2 separate regions of the Mus musculus genome follow, and region 2 is linked to region 1. A link is a contact called in public ChIA-PET data. All regions are on one chromosome and are shown on one strand. The core of a region is the stretch at or near the end of the contact, and the rest is flanking DNA. Distances in the headings are between cores, read along the strand shown. Region 1 overlaps Hsf5 (heat shock transcription factor family member 5). Region 2 has its middle 21 kb from the start of Dynll2.

What was found. ChIA-PET counts read pairs in DNA pulled down with a chosen protein or histone mark.
Region 2: an RNA polymerase II ChIA-PET map of effector CD8 T cells shows a contact between it and region 1, with 5 read pairs. The contact joins two enhancer-like sites. A contact is called at or near these places in 4 of 484 Hi-C or Micro-C datasets (the G1E-ER4 cell line, cortical neurons, embryonic fibroblasts and 1 more) and 1 of 115 datasets of contacts at active chromatin or transcription factors (effector CD8 T cells).

Annotation. Positions count from the first base shown.
Region 1 is chr11:87,637,139-87,642,228 of GRCm38.p6, reverse strand. Hsf5 (heat shock transcription factor family member 5) reads right to left here. Exons shown (of 6, transcript NM_001045527.1): 5 at 3,985-4,159. Among named protein-coding and RNA genes, the nearest start is that of Hsf5, 23 kb to the right of the region's middle. Within about 2 kb of position 2,793, at least 286 of the 459 cell types and tissues checked have an H3K27ac peak or open chromatin away from gene starts, as enhancers often do. A contact at or near this core is called in effector CD8 T cells, where this site is marked.
Region 2 is chr11:87,963,529-87,968,736 of GRCm38.p6, reverse strand. No RefSeq gene overlaps it. Among named protein-coding and RNA genes, the nearest start is that of Dynll2, 21 kb to the left of the region's middle. RefSeq lists an enhancer at 2,132-3,176. Within about 2 kb of position 3,201, at least 58 of the 459 cell types and tissues checked have an H3K27ac peak or open chromatin away from gene starts, as enhancers often do. A contact at or near this core is called in effector CD8 T cells, where this site is marked.

The DNA of each region.
Region 1 (5,090 bases), core at 1,544-4,043:
AATTCCCAACACCCACGTGAGCTCACAGCTCTCTGTAACTCCAGTTCCAGTGAAATTGAACATCTTCTTCTGGCCTCTGCAAACATCAAGCATGAAATGGTACACACATGCACATTCAGGCAAGGAACCCAACCACATAAAATACACCTTTTAAATTTAAAAATAAAGTCTTAGAAAGGGCACCCACATATTGTCAAGTACCTTTTTCTTAGATCAGCACTTACTTCAATAATCCCTTTATTCATAAACAAAATCTCAGTAAAGAACATGTTTATTATAAGATTTTGAAAAGTAAAAAAAAAAAAACAAAAAAACAAAAAAACTTTAGAGAAATAATCCAATCAAGTCCAATTACAGGTGTTATCTTCCAATCTAATACAGTCTTTCACATGACCCCAATATAGGTTACCATTAGGCTAAAGGGAGAGGGTGAACAAGTCAGACATCAAACACCATGTTCAGGATTAAAATGATCTAAATGAGATCTCTGGTTGCTTTAACTCTCAACAGGAATGAGTAAAGGTAAGAATGCATGTTATCTTTTTTTTAAGATTATGAAACCCATTACTATGTACAAATGTATATATGACAATTAAAAAAAAAGATTAAAATGCTAAAGAATTAGTAAACCTGTTCTCCAAAGTATGTGACTGTTCAGCTCCCACAGTAATCTTTCCGACTAGTCTAATGAGAAGCAGGCAACAAAAGCTGGATTGGGTGTCTATCAAACTGATGAGGAGAAATGTGACTTATATCCATAATGGAATTTTTTATCCATAAAAAAGAGCAATGTTAGGGCATTGTTGGCAGCTGTGGTGGTGTGCAAACTTGACATGCATAATATAATGCTCTAGGTTCAGTCTCCAACACTTCCTTCAAGATAGAATGAAGTTATGTTGTTTGCTGGAAAACAAATGCAACTGGAGGTAATCATGCTAAACCAATTAAGGCAGTCTCAGAAAGACAAATATCATGTTCTCTCTTGTTTGTGAGGCCCAGATTTTACATAGATACATAAAATCACCTACACATAGAGGACATAGAAGGAGAAGCAAAGCTGTCTAGGGAAACAGAGGACTAGTTGTGGAGTTAGGAAAAGAAGGAAGTGGCAGGCAGAGAAACCCCTTTAAAGTTGTTGGTCAGGGGCGTCCACTAGATTCCCAAAATAATTCAGGCTCTTTCTGTTGCCTTTGGTGGCCTCCCAGAGGTTGAAGGCAAGGCCCTATCCTATTACTGTAGACACCAGGCACTTAGGACACAGGGCTTGGAGGATCTGAGCTGGATCTGACCTTAAAGCCTCGTCCCCAGGACTCCTTCATAGTCCCAGAAGGTGCTGGTTTAAGCTCAGCTAAGCATAACCACGGAAACTCACAAGACAGCTTTAGTCAAAAGATATTTTGAAGGAAGAGGTTCAGTCCGAGCACCATTTTTGTTTTCTTTCAAGGTTTTTGAGCCAGGGTCTCATTTGTGGCCCAGACTGGCCTCAAACTCACAATGTCTCCACCTCCCAAGTGCTGGGAGTATGATGTATATCACTGTGACCGCCCCTGAGTACTCTCTTCATGTTTTTTGAATAAATTCTCAAAGAAGTTCTTAATATTTAAAATATAGGTGACTAATTTGATTAATTAATTTGCCTTTATTGCAATAATCTGAATTACCTTTAACTTGAGGTTTTGTTTTTCTCTAGTGGTTCTAGGCAAGTGTTCTACCAATAAGTTATATTGGTAACTGCATTTCATGTGTTGAGCTGGGTTCACTCTGCAGCACAGGCTAGCCCTCATCTATAATAATAGTAGCAGTCTTCCTGCTTCAACCTCCCAATTGCTACTATTACAGGAGTGAGCCGCTCACTGCATCTGGCTAATTTGAGAATATTACATTAGCCATTGTAAGCAAGGACTGGTGGTTCATATCCTTCATCTCAGCACTTGGGAGGCAGAAGGATGATGAAGCCAAAGCCAGCCTGGGCTACACAATTAGCTCCAGGTGAGTTGGGTCTACATAGTAAGCTCCTGTCTAAAAAGAAAGAAAAGAAAAAAATGTTTGGAGCAGAGTACAGTGACTTGATTTGAATATTAGAAATTTTTTAGATTAAAAAATACAAATGTACTCAAGTCATTAAGAGGGAGGTTTCAAAGCTGATTATGGCACTATGCGCCTGCATATTAATAAGGGTGACCCAAAAGAATCACTGCCTGAGTCTGAGGGTGGCCTGGGATGGGCCCATTTCAAAACAAAGAACCATTTACAAGTGCTCCGGTGTCCAATAGATAACCAGACTCCTATAGCACACACATACAAAAACATGCCACTTATACACATTCATGCCTTAAAGTGTATTTATAATGTGCTTAAGGCACTATCTTTGGTGTCATTAATCTTCTTGTATCACAAATAAATATGTACTCTGTTATCTGTTAATAAAATCCTTAGCATCTGAAGATGATTATTAAGTTACCCTTCATCTTATCTAAGTTAATCTAAATTCTTTACTTTTCTTTAATATATTCAATATTTTGATGGTTCAATTCTTTCATTCGTTTATTGTGAATATGTGGAGGTGTAAGGGGGAATGCACATGCATTCACACCGGGACTGGAAGACTCCAGGTATCTCTATCAACTCTCCACCTTATTTCCTTGAATAAGAGGCAGGGGTCTTCAGGAACCAGGAACTAGGCCGGTGGCCAGTGAGCCCCAGCAATCAGCTCTAGAGTTAGAGTACAGTGTGGACTGGCTCAGCTTTTAAAAAGGTGAATGGAGGCCCCGCCTCCGCGCGGCATTGCGGAACCGGAGCTCCAGGCCGCGCCTCCTTAGAGGCTAGGGAGGTGGCAAGGCCAGGGCAGGGCTGCAGAAGCCCGCGCGATGATCGCAGCGAGAACAGCGGGGTCAGAGCAGACCACGACGAAGGCACACAGGCAGCGAGCGTGACCGGGCCGGGCCACCGGGAGAGCGGCCACCGGGAAGCCGGCGACAGCGGACGACTAGCGCTACCACCCTTTCTGCACTTTTTGCAAAACAGTGGTCAACAGGAAGGCCCAGCAGCTCCTCTCTCCTGAGTGGCAGGCCATCTTCGGACACAGCCTTTCTGGGCTCATTCTTCAGACAACTTTCAATCCCTTACTATAGCTATTTCTAGGTGCCCTTTAACATTGTGAACAAATAGACTGTTTGGTATTATAAAGCCTGTGTGTGCGGGAGCCTGATCCTCTAAGATCTATGGTGTAGCTGCTGTGTTTACAGCTCATCCTCTCTCCACTGTGCTCTGACCCTTTCTGTATGCCCTCCCCCTTTATTTCCAAGTGATGGTCTCAGTCTTCCCAATGAGCTGCCTTTTGTGATGTGATTATTTAAGCTCACTTATTTCAGCCTTTGGATAAACTAGGCTACTTTGCTTCCTGGGCAGATCTTTGGCAATGCTGAATATTCACTTGGGGAGAGAGGAGGAGTTAAAAATACAGAGACACCTACCCCCAGCTCCTCACAGTAGGAATGTGGCTTCAGACCCCTGCCCCCTGCTCCTAGTAACCTCTTGTTCGAGTGCTCTAAGCACCAAGAAGGCACCCAAGGCCCAGCCAGTCTCAGAAAATTTAGCAAATAATAACCCCTACTTGAGTCAAAAACAAACAAACAAACAAACAAACAAACCACACAAAGAAACCCCTAACTGAACAGAGAGTGGAGCTCAGGCCCTCACACTTGAGCAGTGAGCACTTTTCCTTGCTGAGTCGTCTCCCCAAGTCCTCTGAAACCTCATGTTCTTATATGCACTGTTAGGAAAACAACTATTTTATATGCATTTCAAAGGTAGCTATGAATACTAGTTTAAACTACAATTATATAAAACAACATGAGAGACATAATATGACTATAAATAATAAAGATACATAAAATATCATTCATATATGAATTACATCCCGAGGTTCAGTTCCTAGCATTTTAGAGCTATACATTCTAGAGCATAAAACTATTTCATCCTTACCAGGGGACTTTCCTTGTGAGTTGCTTCTTCGCTCTCTGTATCTAGCTGGAGTGGATAAACCTGTGTCTTTAGTAGACTTGTTAGCAGGCCCCATTTCTGAAATAAGGAATCCCATTTGTTCTGAAGGCAAGATATTCTCCGAGGGATTGGTCTGGCATTTTATACTGCTATCCACCTAAAATATTAAACACACTTATTATTCTTACACTTACCTCCAGATACCTACTAAAGGTTAATAATATATATTATCAAAGACATCCTATTAAAGGACAGGATCCCACAAGCATGTTTTCCTGCTTGTGAAGGTCATTACCCTTGATACTGTTGATTTACCCATATTCAAGAGTAAGACATAGGTTTCCCAGATTCTCAAGCCCTTGAAATGCACACGAAGCTAAAATGTTTACTGATGAGCATACCATGAGGCTGAATGCTTTTAATGACTTACAATATAGTAAGACATTTAAACACAATTGCTGAGAGCCACTATGTATCCTTTCACTGTAGAAGGACGTTTAAGCTGACACCCTTACTAGTTGACACTGGGATGTCACAGATAGGCAGGTGTCAGTGGGGAATGGACACGATTTTTCTAGTTTTGTATTCTGTACTGAATACATTATCAAAATCACATATACCTCACTCTCTATAAAATCTCTATCCATCCTCGTTAGAGTTTCTTTGGTTCCAAAATGTTCTTTGGAATGTTAAAACCCTTGGTCAAAACAACAAACTTCTGCCATGTTGTTCTTTATAAGTTTATTTAAAATATAACTGCATTATGAAATAAAGCTAAAAGTTAAAATTCAGCTTTCAAAATGAGCTACAATAGTCAAGTATATTAAGGAAACCACTGTGTATGTGCAGTTCAAGACATGCAATCCAGTAGTTTGCATATAATTATGAAGACACCAAAGCTTTTATTTCTATAGGAATGCTTAAAATGAGGCTGAAATTATATCATCATAACACATATTTTAATGGTCTCAAAAAGGACAATGAATTGACAGAAATCTAAATGCATTTAGGATAAGGGTATAACCCAGTGGTACAATGCTTGCCTAGGTAGTGAAATTATATCAGCTGGGCATATCTTTTAGTGTATC
Region 2 (5,208 bases), core at 1,952-4,451, 330 kb before region 1:
ATTCGGTTTCCTGCTACTTCTTTTAAGACCCGGTTTCTAAGTAGGAATTGTAACGTTTGGACAGAACCCTAGACATTTGGGTTAACGTTTAGGTTTCCATCTGCAGTTGTGTGGGAGTTTGAATGAAAATGGCCCCAGAGGCTCCTAGGGACTCGTACTATTGAGAGGTGTGGCCTTGGTGGAGTAGGCGTGGCCTCCCTGGAGGAGGTGTGTTACTTGGGGGCGGGGGGGGGGCGGGGGAGGCGGGGGGGGGCGGGGGGGCTTTGAGATGTCAGAAGCTCCATCCAGTCTTAGTGGCTCACCATCTCTTCCCGTTGCCTACGGATCCAGATGTAGACCTCTCACCTCCTCCTCCTCCTCCTCCTCCTCGTCCTCCTCCTCCTCCTCCTCCTCCTCGTCCTCCTCCTCCTCCTCCTCCTCCTCCTCCTCCTCCTCCTCCTCCTCCTCCTCCTCCTCCTCCTCCTCCTCCTCCTCCTCCAGCACCGTGTCTGTCCGCATGCTGCCTGTCATGATGATAATGGACTAAACTTCCGAATTGGAACTGGAGTTACAGGTGGTCGTGAATTGCCTTATGTGAATGCTGAGAACTGAACTCTCATCCTCCGCCAGCCTTGACCACTGAGCCATCCCTCCAGCTCCTGAAAAAAAAAATGTTTTGGTCTCTGTGTGCCTTGTGGAAAGTAGCTTAGGCTTTTGGAAGGAAAGTTTTTACAGCAGCTAGCACTTTCTGACGTTTCTACCCGGAGAAGTTCTAGTTTCATATTTCGTAATGACTCCAATGTAAGGTTCTCGAAAACGAGGTCACATCCTCCGTTGTGTTTCGCTTTACCTAGCAAGCACCATTGTCCTGGGTATGCAAACCCTCAAACCCTCAAGCTTCAAAACGTGAATGTACTTGAATACCCGTGGAGAAGCAGCGCCATCTTCTGGTCTGAAGGAATACTGCAGCACAGAGCCGGAGAGGTTTGGTTGACCTGAGCCGCAGGTGGCAAGGCCATGCTGGAACCAGAACTCTTGTGTTAAAAACCACTCCCAGAGCCTGGAAAATTATGCTCTCCTGAACGCTCTGTTTTGGCTTTTAAACCACAGTCTTAAGCGGATGTGCAGCTAGGAAAAGCCATTTTGTCTAGGCTTTTGCAAGGGTGGAAATGTAACTTATTGAATGTGTTATTTGCTGAGCACTGCATCTGTATTTTTACTTTATGTGTGTGCATGTGGAGGTCAGAGGTTAACCTCTGGGGTTATCTTCAAGAAACGTCCACTGTGATTTTTTAAAAAGATGTACTTATTTTATTTATAGGAGTACACTGTAGTTGTCTTCAGATACACCAGAAGAGGTCATTGGATCCCATCACAGATGGTTGTGAGCCACCATGTGGTTTCTGGGAATTGAACTTAGGACCTCTGGAAGAGCAGTCAGTGCTCTTAACCACTGAGCCATCTCTACGGTCCGTCCACTGTGATTTTTGAGACAAGATCTTTCACTGGCCTGGAGCTCTCCTGACGAGGTTTGCCTGGTGCTGGGGTTACAAACCCAAGTCACCATGTCCCATTTTTTATTAACGTGGATCCTGAGGAGTGAACTCAGGTCCCCCCTTACTCACTTATCTGGTAACAGTCTGGTCCTTCCAGGCCTTGCTTTCATTAGGCAGGCTTGGAAGGATACTCACCCTCACTCTTATTTCTGGCTCTAGGCAGGAAATACGTGGCTATGGCTCTCTCGCCTTTCTCGGGCGTCAGATAGTTTTGTTACACACATGTACTGATCAATGTCCTGTTGAATACCAGAGCGGAGGCCCTGCACACCTCTGGGGCTTGCTCTCTACGTGGCACTCAGCTCTCCAGCAGTTGGCCACCTTGGTTGGTCCTCTGGCCTCTGTTTAACTCTCCAGAGCTCAGTAATCCTTGGCTTCCTTAGCTGCCCCTCATCCGCACCTAGGCAGGACGGTGGGACTCTCATTGTTTATTTTCCTGTCTCTCAGTTGTGGTCATCCGTTAGCCTTCCCCGCAGTGCCCAGATTCTTGCCTTGTTATTTTGATTGCTCGACAAGAAGATAAGGCTGTTGGCGACTCTTCATCTTGTGTGGAAGTCTGAACCTATCAACGGGATCTTACCGTATACCTTACACCAGCAGCTGTTCCCTCTGTTTCTGAGGTTGGCCTGAGGCGAGGGAGGTCTGCTGGGGAGGCACCAGTCTGCAGACTGCTGAGTTTGCTGGCTGTTGATTGGAGCGGCCTAGGTAACTGGGCCACGTGTCTCTCATCAGCTGGCGGACCAGCCTGGGCTTGCTTCTAGGAGCACGCACTCCTAAGAAGCCAGCTGTCATCGTTCTTCAAGGCTGTTCTAGAAACATTTTACTCTTTGCTAGTGCAAGCCACCACCTCAAGGGCAGGATGAGAAACAGACCAACGGTGGTGGGAGGAGCCTCTGTGATGGGAGGAGTCTCATAGTCATGCGGGACTGCACAGATGCCGGAAGGGGCGGGGATGTACAGCCAAGTTATCTTTTATAGACATTATCATTATTTTAATCCTTGCAGCAAACCAGGGTATAGATCTTGTCATTGATACTTTACAGACATTAAGAGCTCACAATGGGAGGCAGAGCCAGGTTTTGAACTAGGGTCTTCCTGCCTCTGCCCCGTCTCTAGCCGTTGTATCACATACTTGGTGTGCAGTGTGTGTAGTTCTGACTACAGGTAGATGTATTCAGCACCAGGAATAGACCATTCCCTACCGTGGTCCCCGTTGCAGGATGCTTACCACAGCTTTGAATTCTTCCTAACACTCCCACAGCCTCTCCAAGCAAACACAAGACCCTGTCCCTGGGGGTTCCTTCCCCTTAGGGCCTTTGGGGCTCAGGGACACTCTAAGGGAGGCATTTTGTGTAGAGAACCAGGTGCTGATCATCTGTGTCTCCAGCTAGCCTGTGCCTCAGGTGATAAGTCAGGCAATCCTCCCTCTCTGTGCCTGGATAGTTCCAGAAGCCTCAATGGCTCCCTGGTGTCCCCTCCAACTCCTCATATAGAATTTGTCATGTTTGACTAAACTGCTCTCTTTCCCATGGGCTTCTGCAGGGCCTCTCTCTGTCTCCCTCCCAGTTTCTCTCTCTCTCTGCCTCTGTCTCAGTCTCTGTCTGTCTGTTTCCTTTCTCTCATTTCCTGGCACACAGCTCTGTATCATCTCACTTAACCCACTTCCCCATGTGATTTCTCACCACCCAGACCCATTTCCTCCCTAATTTAATCAAGAGATTAAAGCCACACTGTTTTTCTCTTCTGAGTGTGGCTAATGAGCTGCCTCTGTCTCCAATCCTGATCTATCGTGGCCCCTCCCACCCTCTCTCGAGTGTCCATGCGTTGCCTGATCACTATTTTGTAGTTTTGTTTGACTCAAAACATCTAGAGCAAGCAGGCCCAGCTGGGGTCCAGTGAGGAGCCCAGAGAGACAGTGTAAGTGATCCACAGCCCAGGATTGCAGCTTTCCTGCAGAGGTCAAGGGCAGCCTGGTCTACATAGTGAGTTCCAGGCCAGCAGTGCTACGTACGTACCAAGACAGGGAGATCCTGTCTCAAAAGACTCCAAAGAAAAACAAACAGAAAGACAAAGTAAATGAGAGTTTCAGGAATCTGGGGGCCTGAAATCTTAGATCGAAGGATGACCTTGGACAGCAGAAAGTTCAGGCACTTTGGGAGATGAGTGTCTTTAGACTGTCCCTTCGGTCCCTATCCTCAAAGGCACCTCCTTTTGCCTTGTGTCTAGCTGGTTCAGGGAGATGGGCTCCATCAGTAACTAACTATAAGACGGCTTCCCAGGGAGAGCGGAGACAGAGACAGTGGGAAGCCACCAGCCAGCTCTCCACAAGGCAGAGTCCTGCTCCTCCTTCAGATAAGCTGTGAGGTGCTTTGTCTCTGTCACTGTCTATCCATGCTGTGGTCTCCAGTTAAGGTCTAGAGACTGTGGCATTGTCACTAAAGCTTTGGGAGAGAAGACAGGTCTTTTGTCTATGTGATATTTTTGTCCTAGAGCAGGCCACAGAGACTCCCTTCAGCTGTGGTGGTTTGAATACGTGTTTGAATGCTTGCCCATAGGGGCTAGCACTATTAGAAGGTGTGGCCTTGTTGGAGGAAGTGTGTCACTGTTGGGGCAGGCTTTGAAGTCTTAGATACTCATGCTAGGCTTAGTGTGGCATTCACTTCTGCTGCCTATGGATTAAGATGTAGAACTCTCAGGTACCTCTCTAGCACCATGCCTGCCTGCACGCTGCCATGCTTCCCACCATGGTGACAATGGACTGGACCTCTGAAACTGTAAACCAACTTCAATATAAAGGTTCATTTTATTTATTTATTTATTTATTTATTTATTTATTTATTTATTTTGTGTTTTTTTTTTTTTTTTTTTTTTTTTTTTTTTTGAGACAGGGTTTCTCTGTGTAGCCCTGGCTATCCTGGAACTCACTCTGTAGACCAGGCTGGCCTTGAACTCAGAAATCTGCCTGCCTCTGCCTCCCAAGTGCTGGGATTAAAGGTGTACGGCATGGTTCATTTTATAAGAGTTACCCTGGTTATGCAATATCACAGCAATAAAACCTAATAAAAGACAGAAATTCAGGAGCTGGAGAGGTGGCTCAGCGGTTGAGAGCACTGACTGCTCTTCCAGAGGTCCTGAGTTCAATCCCCAGCAACCACATGGTGGCTCACAACCATCTGTAATGGGATCTGATGTCCTCTTCTGGTGTTGTCTGAAGACAGCTACAGTGTACTCACATACGTAAAATAAATAAATAAATAAATCTTTTTTTTTTTTAAAGGCAGAAATTGGTTCTAGAAGTGAGGTATTGCTGTGATAGGCTTGATAGTGCGTTTGTTTGGAGGAATGTGGACTTTGGGACTTTGGACTAGGAAAGCAGTGGAATGCTTTAAACGGGGCTTACTGGGCCATCCCAGCAGGAATATGGAAGATACTGGTGCTGATGGAGATTTGAACTACCGGAGCCTGGTGTGAGAGGTTTCAGAGGGGAAGAATATTAATATGTGGCTGAGAAACTATTCCTGTGATATTTTGGCAAAGAATGTGGCTGCTTTCTACCCTTGTCCACCTTTTAGTCTGCCTGAGGCTTAAGTGAAGAGTTTTGGATTAATTGCATCACCAGAGGAAAACTCAAAAAAGCAAAGTATTGACTGTGTCATGTGGTTATCAGTGCTCA